2 separate regions of the Anas platyrhynchos genome follow, and region 2 is linked to region 1. Evidence: chromatin contacts called from public Hi-C data. All regions are on one chromosome and are shown on one strand. Each heading gives the region's core, a stretch centred on a gene start, on an enhancer-like site or on the middle of the called end of the contact. The rest is flanking DNA. Distances are from core to core; before and after follow the strand shown.

Region 1 (6,777 bases), core at 2,865-5,364:
AAACATACTTGCTGAACATGTAAATTGGTAGTAAACATTTACTCATTATTATATCAAAATACTAAGGTGTTTTTAAGAGTGTTATTTGATGTGTCCAATTTAGTTGTTTTCACATTAGCATTCAATGGATTCATCAAGTAGATAATTGTTGAAAGGAATTTGTGCATATAGTATTTATGTGTTTGACTTGCCTTACACTGAATAACAACAGGTATGCTTTAAGAGCCATTCAGTTACAATAGTACCTATTCCCTGCATGCTGATTAAGATGAGTGTAGAGTCTGGCTTTTAAAATAGAAGTGAAAACAATCTAAAGAGACTATTCTGGTTTATTGTTAATTAATCTACAGAACACTAGGAATGAGAAAACAACTCAAAAAACAAGTTCCAAGATCAAGCCAAACCGTTTTCTAGTTTGTGCACCATCCAATGCTGCAGTTGATGAACTCATGAAAAAGATCATCGTTGCATTTAAGGAAAAATGCCAAAACAGACAAGAGCCTTTGGGTATGGTTCATTTAAAAAAAATCTCTTTTAGACAGACAAAACCAGAAGGAGAAACTGGAACAATTGATTAGGTATAATACTTCTGTGTTGCTCTAGGCAGCTGTTTTCTCTTGCAGAACATGACTGGCACACATACTGTTGCTGATTTTAATTTGTTTTTCAAATAGTACAATTCATTCATTTTTAAACATATACCTGTGTCTTTATATAGACATTGACCCTTTTCTCTTAGTGTTAATATGAAGTCACCACTTTTTAAGTACCCCTTAAGGATTTGAACACAGTACTACTATTGTATTGAATAAAATTGGACTTCACTGATCACCCTAAACAATCTGAAAATTTTGATGTGCCAGAACCTTTCACTTTTTTCTCCTTCTAGTTTGTGGCTAATACAAAGCAGATAAGTTCTGAGCAAGGCATCTAGTCTGTGATGGTGGTGGTGGGAACTTTCTTTCTAACCAGAAGTTAATTCCATACCAACTGCATTACTAAATAGTACTTTTCTAATATTTTCTAACGTAGGAATTCTGTACATTTTAGATAAAGAAGCCTGAGAATTAAGAGGTAGTTTTGCTGTTTCAAGATAACATTAGTAACTGTTAAGCACAACTAAAGCATTGGCAACATCTCTTTTTCTCAGTATGGAATTACTGAATTTTTCTGTTCCTGCATTTAAATTAGTACAAATTGTTGCAGTCCCCTGAAAAGCAGAAAAGGAAAAGCCTTATGTGGTATCCATGATATGATTACATTTTATTTTTTCTTCTCAAACCAAAGTGAAAAGGTACTTAGAGAAATCTAAGCACTTTTTGACTCTGATTTTGTAAACAGGAAACTGTGGTGATATCAAATTAGTGCGACTGGGTGCCGAAAAATCGATCAACAGTGAAGTCCGGGGTTTTAGCCTGGATAAGCAAGTTGAGCACAGAATGAGTAAGTAACATACAAATCAGACTTTTCTTCAGTTTTCTGGGTAATGTTATGGACCTGGTGTACTTGGGACTATGTGCTCTTTAAGAAGGTAGATCGGGTAAAAGATTTTTTTTTTTCTGCAGCGTGGCACATCATACCACAGTGCTTCATAAGCATTATTTTTCTCAGACTTATTGGAGAAGTGTCAGCTTACATACGGCCTAAAATTTAAGCAAAAGCATAGAAGTTAAGCAATGCTAAGTCTTGTTTTTTTTAAAGTTAAAGCCATCATATTTAAACAATCCAGTTATGCAGCTTTATAGAACTACAGTTGGAATCAAGAAAAGTGTATTGTCTTCGTTTTACTGCCCAAAATAAGGTTATAATAGGGAAACTGCAACAGAAAATGAGTTTGTCCATTCATTCTTAATGACTTAATGCAGTTATTGTAACAGTTGTTCTATTTCCTCGATGTGTTTTCCTTCATCTTTTATAGAACGAAAGCCAGGTGACCGTGACCAGGATATTCAGAAGAAAAAAGCAGCTCTGGATCAAAAGCTGGACGAGCTGTCTCGTCAGCGTGCCATGCACAGATGTGAAAAGAGAGAGGTAATATATAAGATGATGGTATTTTTAATCCTGTTTGTGTTTATGTATTTAAAAATGTATCCAAAGAGTAAAGAACTCTTCCTTTAAGCCATCTCTGAAATGGAATGAGGAACTTATATATCATAAATTTTGTCTGTTTATCCTAGTATTCTCAGCTGCTCGGTCATGGAACCTATGGCTCTAGGGCTGAATAGTCATCTTACGGTTTTATCACCACTTGATTTCAGTGTAACCATATTTATAAGGCTTAATGATTTAAAATCATTGTTTACTTCAAAGCTTTGTTTTTGTTTATGTGGAAGTAAGTAGTAAGGCAACCTAATATCTGAGACTTTGGGATATGTTTTGCACTTGAAATTTTCAATTTAGTTGCTTTAAAAATAGGCATTTGTGTTGAAATTGTAGATTTTTTTTACTGGTAAACCATTTTTCTGTTTGCACAGGAATGTGAGAATGTAGTATTGAGTATGGAAGGAAAAAAGGTATATGGCAAATGTGTGTTAATTATTCTTGATATTTATGTGGTTTCTTTTTTGCCTACACAGAATCAAATGATAGATGATGAAATTGGCAGACTTTCAAAGGAGAGACAGCAGCTTGCTTCTCAACTAAAGGAGGTAGGAATTCATTTTCAGGGCAGCTCTTGATTAAACCTCAGCTAATGTGTTTGTATACTCTGTATCCTTTAATTGTAGTGTGGTGTAGAGTTGGATTTGATGTAGCTGGGAGCATTTTGTAAATCAAGTAGTAAGTAAAGAGATAAAGAAGATAAACTGAGTAAGTTATGTTTAGTCTGGTATGAGGTACAGGTGCGCTCTGGCTCTGTTTTGGGGAGGGGAAAAAATGTGGATATGTTAATTCACTCTTAACAGATGAGGGTAAATTTAAAAGGAAACACAGCATGCTGCACAAAGGAGATGATAAAAATGTACCCACTATCCTCATGTACTAGGATCTATCTTCGTCACTGCTTTCAAGTCCATTATGGTCCTACTGGAGCTGAGATGTTTAAACCTTTCTAAGAAAAGTGGTGGCTTCAAGCTGACTTTTGTGACTTTTGTTTGTAGTCATGGAGATGAGTTCCACTGGGTTGATGTATACAAATGATTTGTTTGGCAGTTAGAATTGTCCAGGCAGTTAGAGATTGCTGTAAGTTGATTCAAAAACACTAAAATAAAAGAGGAGACATGGTGTCCTGTTGCACTTGAAGGTTCGGGGACACTCTCAGAAAGTACAGACAGATATCATCTTGGAGTCCGACATAATCTGCTGCACGCTGAGCACAAGCGGAGGAAATCTCATGGAGCATGCGTTTTGGCGGCAAGGACTTGATCCTTTCAGCTGTGTCATCGTGGATGAGGTCAGTAAAGCTATTTAGACTTGCAGCTTGTTCCACGTTTAAAGTGTGCCTTGTTCTTTGCTTAGGTTACTTGAGACTGGCTGCTGTTATAATATGTTGTGGGTCAACTGCTTCATTCCCACATTTTAACTGGTAACCAGCCTGTCCTGCCATGTAGAGCAAAGAGAAGAAAAAGTAACTACTAATTGCTTCTTTTGCTGATTCTTTGGTGCTTTTATGGCAGACATCTTTTACTTTAAAAATTGTGGCTGAAGTGTGGTTCTTGCTATAGAGATTTCTACGTGGTCGGGTTATATTTTTATGTTTGGAAAGCTCTGCCTGTTTAATAATAAAAGAAAAATCTGTTTGGAGTTTTCATTAGGGAAAAATCCTTCTATTTATTTTTCTCTTTTTTAAGAAAACTTTAAAAAGCATTCCAGAGTTAATTCTGACTGTATTACAGGAAACTTACCATACTTGCCTCCACTCTTTTGGTTACAACTTCTACTTTCTTGTCCTGTTTATGTGTACAAAAGGCAGGGCAGTCCTGTGAGGTTGAAACACTGATTCCACTGATTCATCGCTGTAACAAACTCGTCCTTGTTGGAGATCCCAAACAGCTCCCTCCTACTGTAAAATCAGTAGTAAGTGTTCAGACTATTTTTTCTTACTATCTATTGGGTATAGTACAAGAACAGTATGAAAAATGTGTAAAAGGGTAAAAGACAACTTCAGTGGCACGTCCCACTACGTATCAGATTACAGCATTTTACCCTGCCAAGCAATTCTTGTTTAGTCTGGTATGTGGAGACCGTATCAATGCTGTCTTCAGATGTTTGAGTAAAGCTAATGTATAAGTGTGGGTGCAGCTTCTGTAACTTACCTGGCATAGCTTCAAACTAATTTCATACACCAGTAAGAACAGCTACGACAACACAAACTTCAGTGCAGCTTAGTGCTTTGTGGTGGATTTTGTTGCTGCAGGCTCTGTTATATCATTATGTGAGCTTCAGCCAGCATCACGTTCCTTAAGCAGTGGAGGACGAAGACTACCTGTTTGTGTGGGGACTTCCTCACCCTACAGATGCCTTCTAAGGATGAAAACACAGGAACACTTTCTTGTATCCAACAGTAAGGAGGTGTTTTGAACATCTGGTAAAGAAAAGAGTTAAAGCAGTCTGCCTTTTCTAGAAGCACAAATTTTCTGAATGTTGAGTGCTTGTTTAGAGAGATCCCACCTGGAAGATCTTCCTTTTCATCGTTGTTGTGCTTAAAATTTTAGTATGTTGTGACTCAGAAAGGAAAGTTGTCTTACTGAGGACTACACTGACAAAATTCAGATTTATGCTGGTGCTATCTAGTGAGTAAGTAAGACAAAAAAAAAAAACCTGAAGTGCAAATAGTTGTAATTTAATCAGTGATTTAGAACTTCAAAAGAAAATATTGAATGGTTTCAAGTCCAGAAAGCAAATTCCTATTGTTAATTTGGGACCTAATTCCACGGAAATCACGTATGTTTTCCCTCTGGCAGAAAGCTCAAGATTATGGCTATGATCAGTCCTTGATGGCACGCCTGCACAGACACCTGGAAGAGCAAGTGCAGAAGAATGTTTTACGAAGTCTGCCAGTTGTGCAGCTGACTGTGCAGTACAGGATGCACCCTGACATCTGCCTTTTCCCATCCAATTATGTTTATGGCAAGGCTCTAAAGACTGACAGGTGAGTAGCTCTGTTCTGATTTCTGAGCAAGGGGGACTTCAGAGAAGAGTTTCAAATCGGGATTTTTTTTTTAGTCTAAAAACTCTTGGAGTTGTGGGTGAAGTTGCTTAATGGAAGATGACCTGCATTTTGTCTCAATGATAGATACTTAAGTTAACTAAATCACTTAAAATAGAGCATACTCCTTACTACACAGAGTTCATTTTTAGGTCTCAGTATGTGCAGGTAACAGTGAAAATTAAGGGCACTGAAAGCTGAATGTTGCTGGTAATTTAGAATGCTGATGAGAAATAAATGATGTATCAGTTTTTAGGATTTTTTGTGGTTACTTAGTATTAAGATTGTTGTTTACAGAGCAACAGAAGAGAACAGATGTTCTTCAGACTGGCCGTTCCAGCCCTACCTTGTTTTTGATGTAGGAGATGGTCGCGAGGAGCGAGACAATGAGTAAGTCTTGTAATCCACTCTGCCAAATTTTAGACTTGCTGAGAAACAGTTGCCTGCAGAAGCGTTGTCTTCTTTCCTCTTGTTCCCAATATGCATCAAGTAGTCAGAACTGCATTTTCAACTTAATTTTATTTAATTTATGTGTATATATATTTTATTTTATTTTATTTTATTTTTTTTAATAAAAGTAGGTATTAAGTTTTAATATGAAACTAGTTTTAATCCTGCTTTGACTCTTGGGATTCACTTGCATCTAGTAGACAGTCTCTGCTAACTCTAGTAACAGTTTGACTTTCTGATTATTTTATCAGTCATTTGTTTTTCACAGCTGCGTGCCTTGGTAAGGCCAGAAGATGGCAGGCTCAGTCCTCCCCTTTGTATATTCTGTAAGGCAAGCAAAGCTGTATAATTTTAAGGGAACATGAAATGTAGCCCTTTGCTGCTAGCATTCTCATTGTTAGTCCCTTGTCAGGGCCTGTTGGAAAGGTCTTTTGAGTATGTATATGAAGGGGGGTTCCAAAAGTTCAAAATCATGTTTTTGACTCAAAATTCGCCTTCCAGTTGGGCTGAAGAGTCGGATTCAAAAGCTGTCAAACGTAATTCTTTAATGTTTCCATTCTCTCTTGTCTAGGTCTTTTAGCAATCCCCAGGAAGTGAAGCTGGTGATAGAATTAATTAAAACAATTAAAGAAAAACGGAAGGATCTGGGTCTTCGTCGCATTGGAATAATTACCCCTTACAGCGCACAGAAGAAGAAAATTCAAGAAGAACTGGACAGAGTGTTTAAGAATAACGGGTAAAGAAACCACGAGGTTTCAAATGACTCTTAGCTCTTGCCTGTTAGTCCTTTCCTCACCCTTTAATACCATGGCAAAAACTCTCAAACTTCTCTCTGCCAAAATCGGAACTTGGTTAGGCCTTCAGACGGGGATGTTCCAAGCATTTCCTCTTAAAATTGACGTGGCCTTTTCATACCATTTCTTAGTCATTGGTTGTGTTTGTGCTTTCATTATATCCTTTCATTTATGCTTTTTTGCGTAAAGCAGGCTTGAAAGAAAATATAAAGTTCCAACCTATGTGGAACCAAAGAGCTTTTCAGCAATGATCCTGGCCTCAGAAAAACAAACTTTCTTTTATGTTCATACATGAAATCTTTTTTTAAGTTTAGAATCAGAAACTTTGGTCTGGATAATTTTGACAGTTGATCATTCAGAGTAGTTTATGGCATTTGCGTCAGCGTG
Region 2 (6,777 bases), core at 1,862-4,361, 61 kb after region 1:
GGGCGCTCAGCGCAGCGGTGGGAGCAGTGCTGGCCTCGCTGCTTCTCCCTCTGCTCCTTGCAGCTGTGGTGGGGAGCTGGTGTACGCGTACGGAGGTTTGTCTGACTGTGCCTTTTGGCAACGGAGCATCGAGTTCCCAAGCCTTCAGCTCCAAGTCATGCTGCTACCTGAGGTCTCGTTTCTCTTGCATGATCAGGGCAAAGGGAGAGTTCATTAGCAGGCTGCACCTGCAACAAATTGAAAGACAAATTAGCTGGGGGAAAAGGAGGTGCAGTTGGAGCAACAAGACCTGTAAGAACATGGGTCCCCTGGGAAATACAGCCCTCGGCCGGGCTTCCCAAGACACAAGCCAGTTTTTTGTAAAAGGGAGATATACAACTTTAATAAAAAGAAATCCATAGTAAGATGCTTATGGCTCTTCTGCTGTTTGGGAGATTGGAAGGAGCGCTGCCCCATTTAAGGTATCTGATTTTAACAGCAGCTGGACAACAATAGCTCTAATGGGTCTTCAAATAATATCAAGGAGTAGCTGTAGGTCATTAGAAGATGGAGAATATGCAGACAGACCAGGGACAGACAGATAAATTGAATGTCTTAAAAAGATAAGCGAATAAATAAGACAGCTGGGGAGACAGATACATTGTCCAGCATCTCCACATATGATTTATCTGAACAATAACATTTAATAAAAAACAATTTAAAGTTCTAATAACGTTTAAGGTTCACCTAATACAAAGAGCAATGACCTTCCCAGTATTCATTTCAGGTTAAAACAACAATTCTGCAATTTTGTTGTCTTTCCAATAGAGCTATAAAAATCTTAAGTAATTACAAAACAAAATGACAAAGAACTGAAAAGAGAGAGTCAAACCCTCTCTCAGCATTAGATCCCGGGGAGAAATCTCATAAGAGGAGGTGGGAGGCATGCATCCAGAACAGAAATTCAGCTCTGGCTAATTCTCTTTCTATTGGATTCCCCAACTTTTCTCCCAGAATTTGGAGATGCCTGCCTCAACAGCATGCTCAGTATTTGCTTTCTCATAAAGCTCAGTTACTAAAGCTCAGAAACACCAGGTTAACAGACGCATTGATCCATGTTTGGGGGATTCATATTGCTGTGCTGCCATCTCCCTTCCTCCCCCCCACCCTTTTTTAGTTGAAAGATTTCTGATTGAGATGAATGAGTTCAGAAAAGAGAAGCTATCTCTCATGCTTCATCGCTAGCTCTCAAAGAAGAGCCTATTATAGCTGCGTTGGACCCGAATAAACTCCCAAAGAATAGGCTGGCTGCTATTTTTACATTATGAGTAAATGTAGTAAAAATAATAAAACGGTGTGACACAGTGTTTATAAGTCCCGCTGACATCAGAGCTGTCTTTTCAGTTATAATAAGTCAGTTCCTAATTATTACACCAAACTGGTCACAGCCAAGTGCCTAATAACATCAGAGCGCGTGAGACTTCAGCGTTGTGTATAAAACAAGCAGGAGTTTTAATGAGGACTCCAGTGCTGTTAAGTTTATGGATCTATTTTCATAGCTGTAAAACCATATCTTGCGCTTGAGTGGCTGTCAGGGAAGAACCCGGGAAGAAAGGATCTATAATATCTATTAGTTTCTTGTTATGCTTGCTAAATGTTGCGGATTCCCAGGGAAATAATTTGCCTGGGAATTTACAGTCAGTCAATCAAACAGGCGTGCTGGCTCCCTGGGAAGTCTGCGGTGCAACACTTGAACGTTACAGTCCCTTTGCAGAAATAGTAGCACGACGTGGCTCTGAAATAAGTCAGCACACCACCAACGGGGGAGAGACTTCCTGAGCTGAAGGTTTTGCCCTGCTCGGTTTGGTCTGATCCTCGCAAAATAAATCTTCACCTGATATTATTAAGGAACTGCAGTTCATGGGAACAAATAGAATTAATGCTCTTTGTTGTCTTTGAAGAGTACACAGCAATCGCAAGGGACTGATAGCCAGGGTATTAAAACCACAAAATTAGATTGTATCTTCACTTAGCTGGTTCTTTTTTTTTTTTAATTATTATTGGATTAACACCCAATTGAACACAAGAGACAACACAGCAACAACTGAGCTGCCCTGCAATTAAGGACAAAGTAAACTCAGTGAAGGAGTTTTTGATCTCAGAAGTTGCCTTAGAAATCAACCCGAGCCACTCTTCTCCCCGTGGGGACGGAGCGTGAGAGTTTTTGTCCCTTCTTTTCCTCGCTCGTCAGCCCCTTCCCCAAACAGCGGAGTTGGGGAATGCCCGCTCTGCAAGCGCTGCGAGGGGAGGTTGGACTGCACGAACGGCGTCGCAAAGCTCCGAGGAGCAGCCCCGTGCTCCCAGCAGAAAGACCTGTAAGTCTCCGAGCTCGGAGTCTCAGCCCCGTAAGTCTCCGACCCGTAAATCTCAGCCCCGTCAATCCGCTCCCACCGCCCCGCTCTCCGGAACGCCTTCGTGCCTCGGCTCAAACCCTTTCCCCACCTCGCCCGGGGTTTCTTTTTCACCCTAAAGCACTCCGAGAGCATTCAAGGACTAGGTTAAAAGTAAAAAGAGGGGGGGAAAGAACCCCAAAAGGCGAGCCTCCCCGGCTCCGCATCACTTATTGGCAAAGTCCGAAGGGGAGCGATGCCTCCCCGCAGCTGGAGGGTCGCGCTGCCACCGCCCCGCCAGGGGGGCAGCGGCTCGGGGGGGACGTTTTGGGGTCAGCAGCGGCTCGGGGAGGGAGGGAGGACACGGCTTTGGGGTCGGCAGCACCCCCATCTCCCGGCGGCAGGTTGGGGAGCCCCCGGGTCCCCGCACCCCAACTTCCCCGGGGCTCGGCGCTGCGCATCCTTACCGGGGGGGAGCTCTGCGGTGGGGGGGGGGCTCCCGGCGGAGCCGCCAACTTCGGGGCCGGGGGGGCCCCCCCGGAGGGCAGCCGGAGCCCTGCTCGATGCCCGGCTCCCTTCTCAAGTTAGCGCCGAGGCTGCGGTCCCGTTTGAATCCCCAGCGGAGCTTTTATCCCCGTGCCTGATCCGGGCTGCGTAACTTCCTCTGTGCAGCTTTAGCACACCCCATCCCAGCGGCGGGCAATGTGCTTCTTAAAGGTGCAGGGAGGAAATGCGAGCGGCGGGGGAGGGAGGGAGGGAGGCGAGGAAAGCGCCCGAGGAAGAGGAGGCTGCGGGCGGGGAGGCTCCGGCCCCAGCCCCGGCCCCGGCGAGGCTGCGGGGTCCGCCCCGTCCGAGCCGCGGCCAGGCTCGGCCACCCCCCTTCGGTTGTTTTATTTCCCCCGAGTGTTTTCGCGTGTTTATTGAATTCTTTACCAATCGTGCCGTTTATATTTTATTTTATTTTTCATGAAATGATGATGGGATCGCGTTCGCTCGAGGAAAAAAACCCCGGTCACGAGGGTTTTCCCCGCACGTGTGAGTTAGCGGTGCTGCGCCCTGCGTGTTTTGGGGAGGCTGCTGCTGGCGAAGATGCCGAGAAGGAGGCTGCGTGTGTGTGTGCGCGCTGGGGGAAGAGGGGGTGGCTGGAATTAATAGGATAAACAGAGCGGGAACGCGGAGAGGGGGAAATCAGATGGCTGGGAAGTGCTTTGAGAACGGGGAGGATGTGCTCTGGGATTTAACCGATCCCTGATTGCTGATGTAAGGCAGGGGGCTAAGCACGGGGCCGTAGGGTGCAGTAAGTGCCCTCCTGCCCAGGGCACCCAAGTGGTGGGTGCTGCTCTCAGGGTGAGCAGCTACAGGTAGGGTGGATGAAGCGGTGGCAGGTAAAGGTCCCTGGTGCCCTGCACCAGGCTCTGCTGTGCTGACCCCGGGCTTCTGCCCTGGCAGATGCTGGAGCCGGGCTCGTTCCGAGGCAGCGACAGGTTTTTGACGTGCAGAGGGATAAATGGCAGTTTATTTGCAGGGAGGAGAAACAAAGAAACCCACTGTCCCCCCTACGTACACAACCATCAAAAAATGACTGCTTGTCCTAACCAGTAATTCAATAATTTCTAAGCCAGAAAGTGTACTGTCCAATTTGTGTGTGATTTGCAATCTCATAGGCTCGGTATTTCCTTACGTGATTTACTTCTGCCGATTGCTCTGGGGTCTTTCTGTGGCTTCTCCCATCCAAGAGTCCCTGGAAAACCTGCAGACCACCCTGTGACCAGGTAGAGGAGATTTAGAGCTCTCCTGGGAAATGTTTCCCATGTAGTGGAGCAAAAGTGAGACTTAGGAAATGATGGAAAGTATCTTGACTATGGCCCCACCTAGCTGCTACACCTAGGGAGGGGTTAGTTTTTACCATTTTTTTACTTGCCATTTTTTTACTATATTCGGTTCTGGGTCAATCTCCACTCCCCTGCTCTGGTCAAGACCCAGACATACTTTCCAAGTATTATTTTTTTCTGTAAACACCTACTTTACGGCAGCAGTATTACTTAAATGAGAAGCGCTGGCTGGGATTTCAGGGCTGGCTAATATTCCTGGATTTCACTTTGTGCCTTTAGGTCTTCTCTGTCGTAATGAATCCCCTGGAAATTCCCCATGTCTCACTTATTACTCCTTTATTAGTTATTATGGTACAGTAACAGGATAAAAAGGAGTTGGTATTTCATTTTCATTCCCTCTAATAGCCACAGCGAAGACCAAGTGGTGTGCTGATTATTGACATCAGAGTTAAGTGATATGCACGCATCATTAGGTTTCAATTGGAAAGAATAACAGCACAGTATGAGGCGTCACACTTCTGGGCTACTTGGCATTTAAAGAAAAACCAAAGTCGTTTTTTTCTCAGCCCTGCGAACTCAAAAGATCACAAGCTGGCAGTAATACCTACACAGGTAAAAGGCTGCAGGTGGATCACCAGGAGCAGCTGTGGGGTTTGCCTAAGGAATGGGCAGAGCTGGAGATGGGAACTGCTCTGCTCCAGGAGCAAAAAGGAAGGTCTGGCTCCAAGGGTTCCTTACACCAGAGAGGGGAGAGATCGGTCGTGGCACAGATGGACACGGGAGCCCAAAAGATGCATCGCAAACCATGCGGCCGTGCTGGTTTCACAGGCAGGAAGGAATAGGGAATAGTTGCAGCGAATGTTTAATTTTAGACCATTTGCCTTCTTTTGCCCAAGCACATTCTGCAAATGCTTACTGCTCAGAACCGTCTCCTTCTTGGTGAGATTTCCGCGAGCAGCAAAATGGATGTGCTTTTCCTTGAGGGGACAGCGCTGCCCCCTCCCTCGTGCTGAGCGCTACCTTCTTGCGAGGTTGAAAATCAATGGGGCTGCACTGAGATTTAATTACCACGGCGTAGGCAAGGGTGGAGAATAAGGCCCTTAATATTTAATACAGCTTCTGCTCCCACAGGGATCCCCAGGGCTCAAGGGCCAAATGTAAACCCATTATAAGCAGGTGTAATTCTATTGACATATGCAGACTCGCACCTGTTTATACTAGGGCTATATTTGGCTCCCGAAATCTAAATGGCAAGCGATGATTTTGACATGCGCGGGAGAGGAGGGAAGTGTTTTCCCAACTTGGGATGACAGAGGATAAACTGAAACACCAGAAGGTAAGCGTGACACCTCGCAGTCCTCTTTCTCAGTGGAGATGCGCCTGCTAACACTTGAGCTGAGTTGAGTCCGTAGAGAGAGCTCCGAGATTAGTGCCAGAATAATAACCAGGCTTACAAAGGATCTTTCATTTGAGGATACATATTGCTGTATCACCTATAATAGCAATACGGTCTTTTTATAGTCCTTATCTCGCTCTGTGCGGCCAAGGATGTCAAAGTGCCTCCTGGAAGTGAGTAAGCATTTTATTAGGTGGGAGCACGAGGCTCGTAGCTGTGCTCCAGCCCAGCAGCAGGCGAGAGACCCCTCTGCGAGGCAGGGTCTCAGGCAATATCACAGAAGCAGAGCTCAGCCTGACCCCAGTATCCCAGTATTTTGGGGCAGCTTTCTCCCTGCGGGCAGGCTGCGCAGCCTGCAAGCAGCTCTGGAGAGGGGCTTGTAGGGAAAAGGGAGGCAAGGACCAGAGCTGCTTTTTGGGGGGACATTAGGGATGATGGAGGGAAGGCTGTCACATGGCTGGGTTGGACCTTGTGCAGATTTGGGGCAGATTTGGCGCAGATTTGGCTCATCTCGCCACCTGGTGCTGTCCTTTTGTTCTCAGTAAGGTGGGTGTGCAGAAAGCCCCCGGCTTGGCCAGCACGGGAAGGTTTGTGCTTTCCCTCGCCTCGTGCTTGGTGCAAAGAGAAAATCGCCATGTTTTCGAGGGAAGAGGCATAATATTTCATAGACATGAGAGATGCTGGAAAACCCACACAAAGCCTGAGAAACTGAGCAACAGACAGCTTTGGTACATGCAGTCCAGGAGGGTGGGTGGGGGATATTTATTTTCTTGCCCTTCCTGCGCACCTCCGCTCTAGCCACCGGGCTGGAGCAGCAGGCACCACCAGCCCCCTGCTCTTTGGCACGCACAAACCCAGTGATCAGGAGAGGGAAGAGCCTAATGCCTCGGTCCCTGGAGCACTCTAAATTTTTCTTCCTTTGTGCAAGCTACTGGGGAGATGGCAGAGAGCATCTGCTCTGGGAGGGGAGGCTTCCCTCTGCCTCTCCTGGCTCGCACCCTCACGCACAAGACCTCAGATGCAATTTCTGCAGCTCGGAAGGTTTTACAGGGCCCTCGGTGAATTTTGCCCTCCCTGATTAGATAACCAAAGGAGCAGTGACTGTACTCTCTAGAGAGAAGATGCTGTCTCGTTCCTGCCAGAAGGACAGCTGGAGGGAGGGTGGGATTTTCAGCATGCA

What was found. A called contact is a pair of places that touch in the nucleus more often than the background predicts.
Region 2: a Hi-C map of liver shows a contact between it and region 1, with 2.3 times the contacts expected there. The contact joins the promoter of NTNG2 here to the enhancer-like site in region 1. A contact is called at or near these places in 3 of 8 Hi-C or Micro-C datasets (F1 follicle, liver and skeletal muscle).

Annotation. Positions count from the first base shown.
Region 1 is chr18:9,646,132-9,652,908 of IASCAAS_PekinDuck_T2T, forward strand. It overlaps SETX (senataxin), which reads left to right. Exons shown (of 26, transcript XM_038165069.2): 15 at 351-507; 16 at 1,342-1,443; 17 at 1,919-2,031; 18 at 2,577-2,648; 19 at 3,242-3,391; 20 at 3,907-4,014; 21 at 4,902-5,089; 22 at 5,444-5,536; 23 at 6,168-6,332. Among named protein-coding and RNA genes, the nearest start is that of SETX, 19 kb to the left of the region's middle. Within about 2 kb of position 4,115, at least 4 of the 8 cell types and tissues checked have an H3K27ac peak or open chromatin away from gene starts, as enhancers often do. A contact at or near this core is called in F1 follicle, where this site is marked.
Region 2 is chr18:9,708,043-9,714,819 of IASCAAS_PekinDuck_T2T, forward strand. It overlaps NTNG2 (netrin G2), which reads right to left and starts at 3,112. Exons shown (of 14, transcript XM_072025331.1): 1 at 2,837-3,112; 2 at 1-227.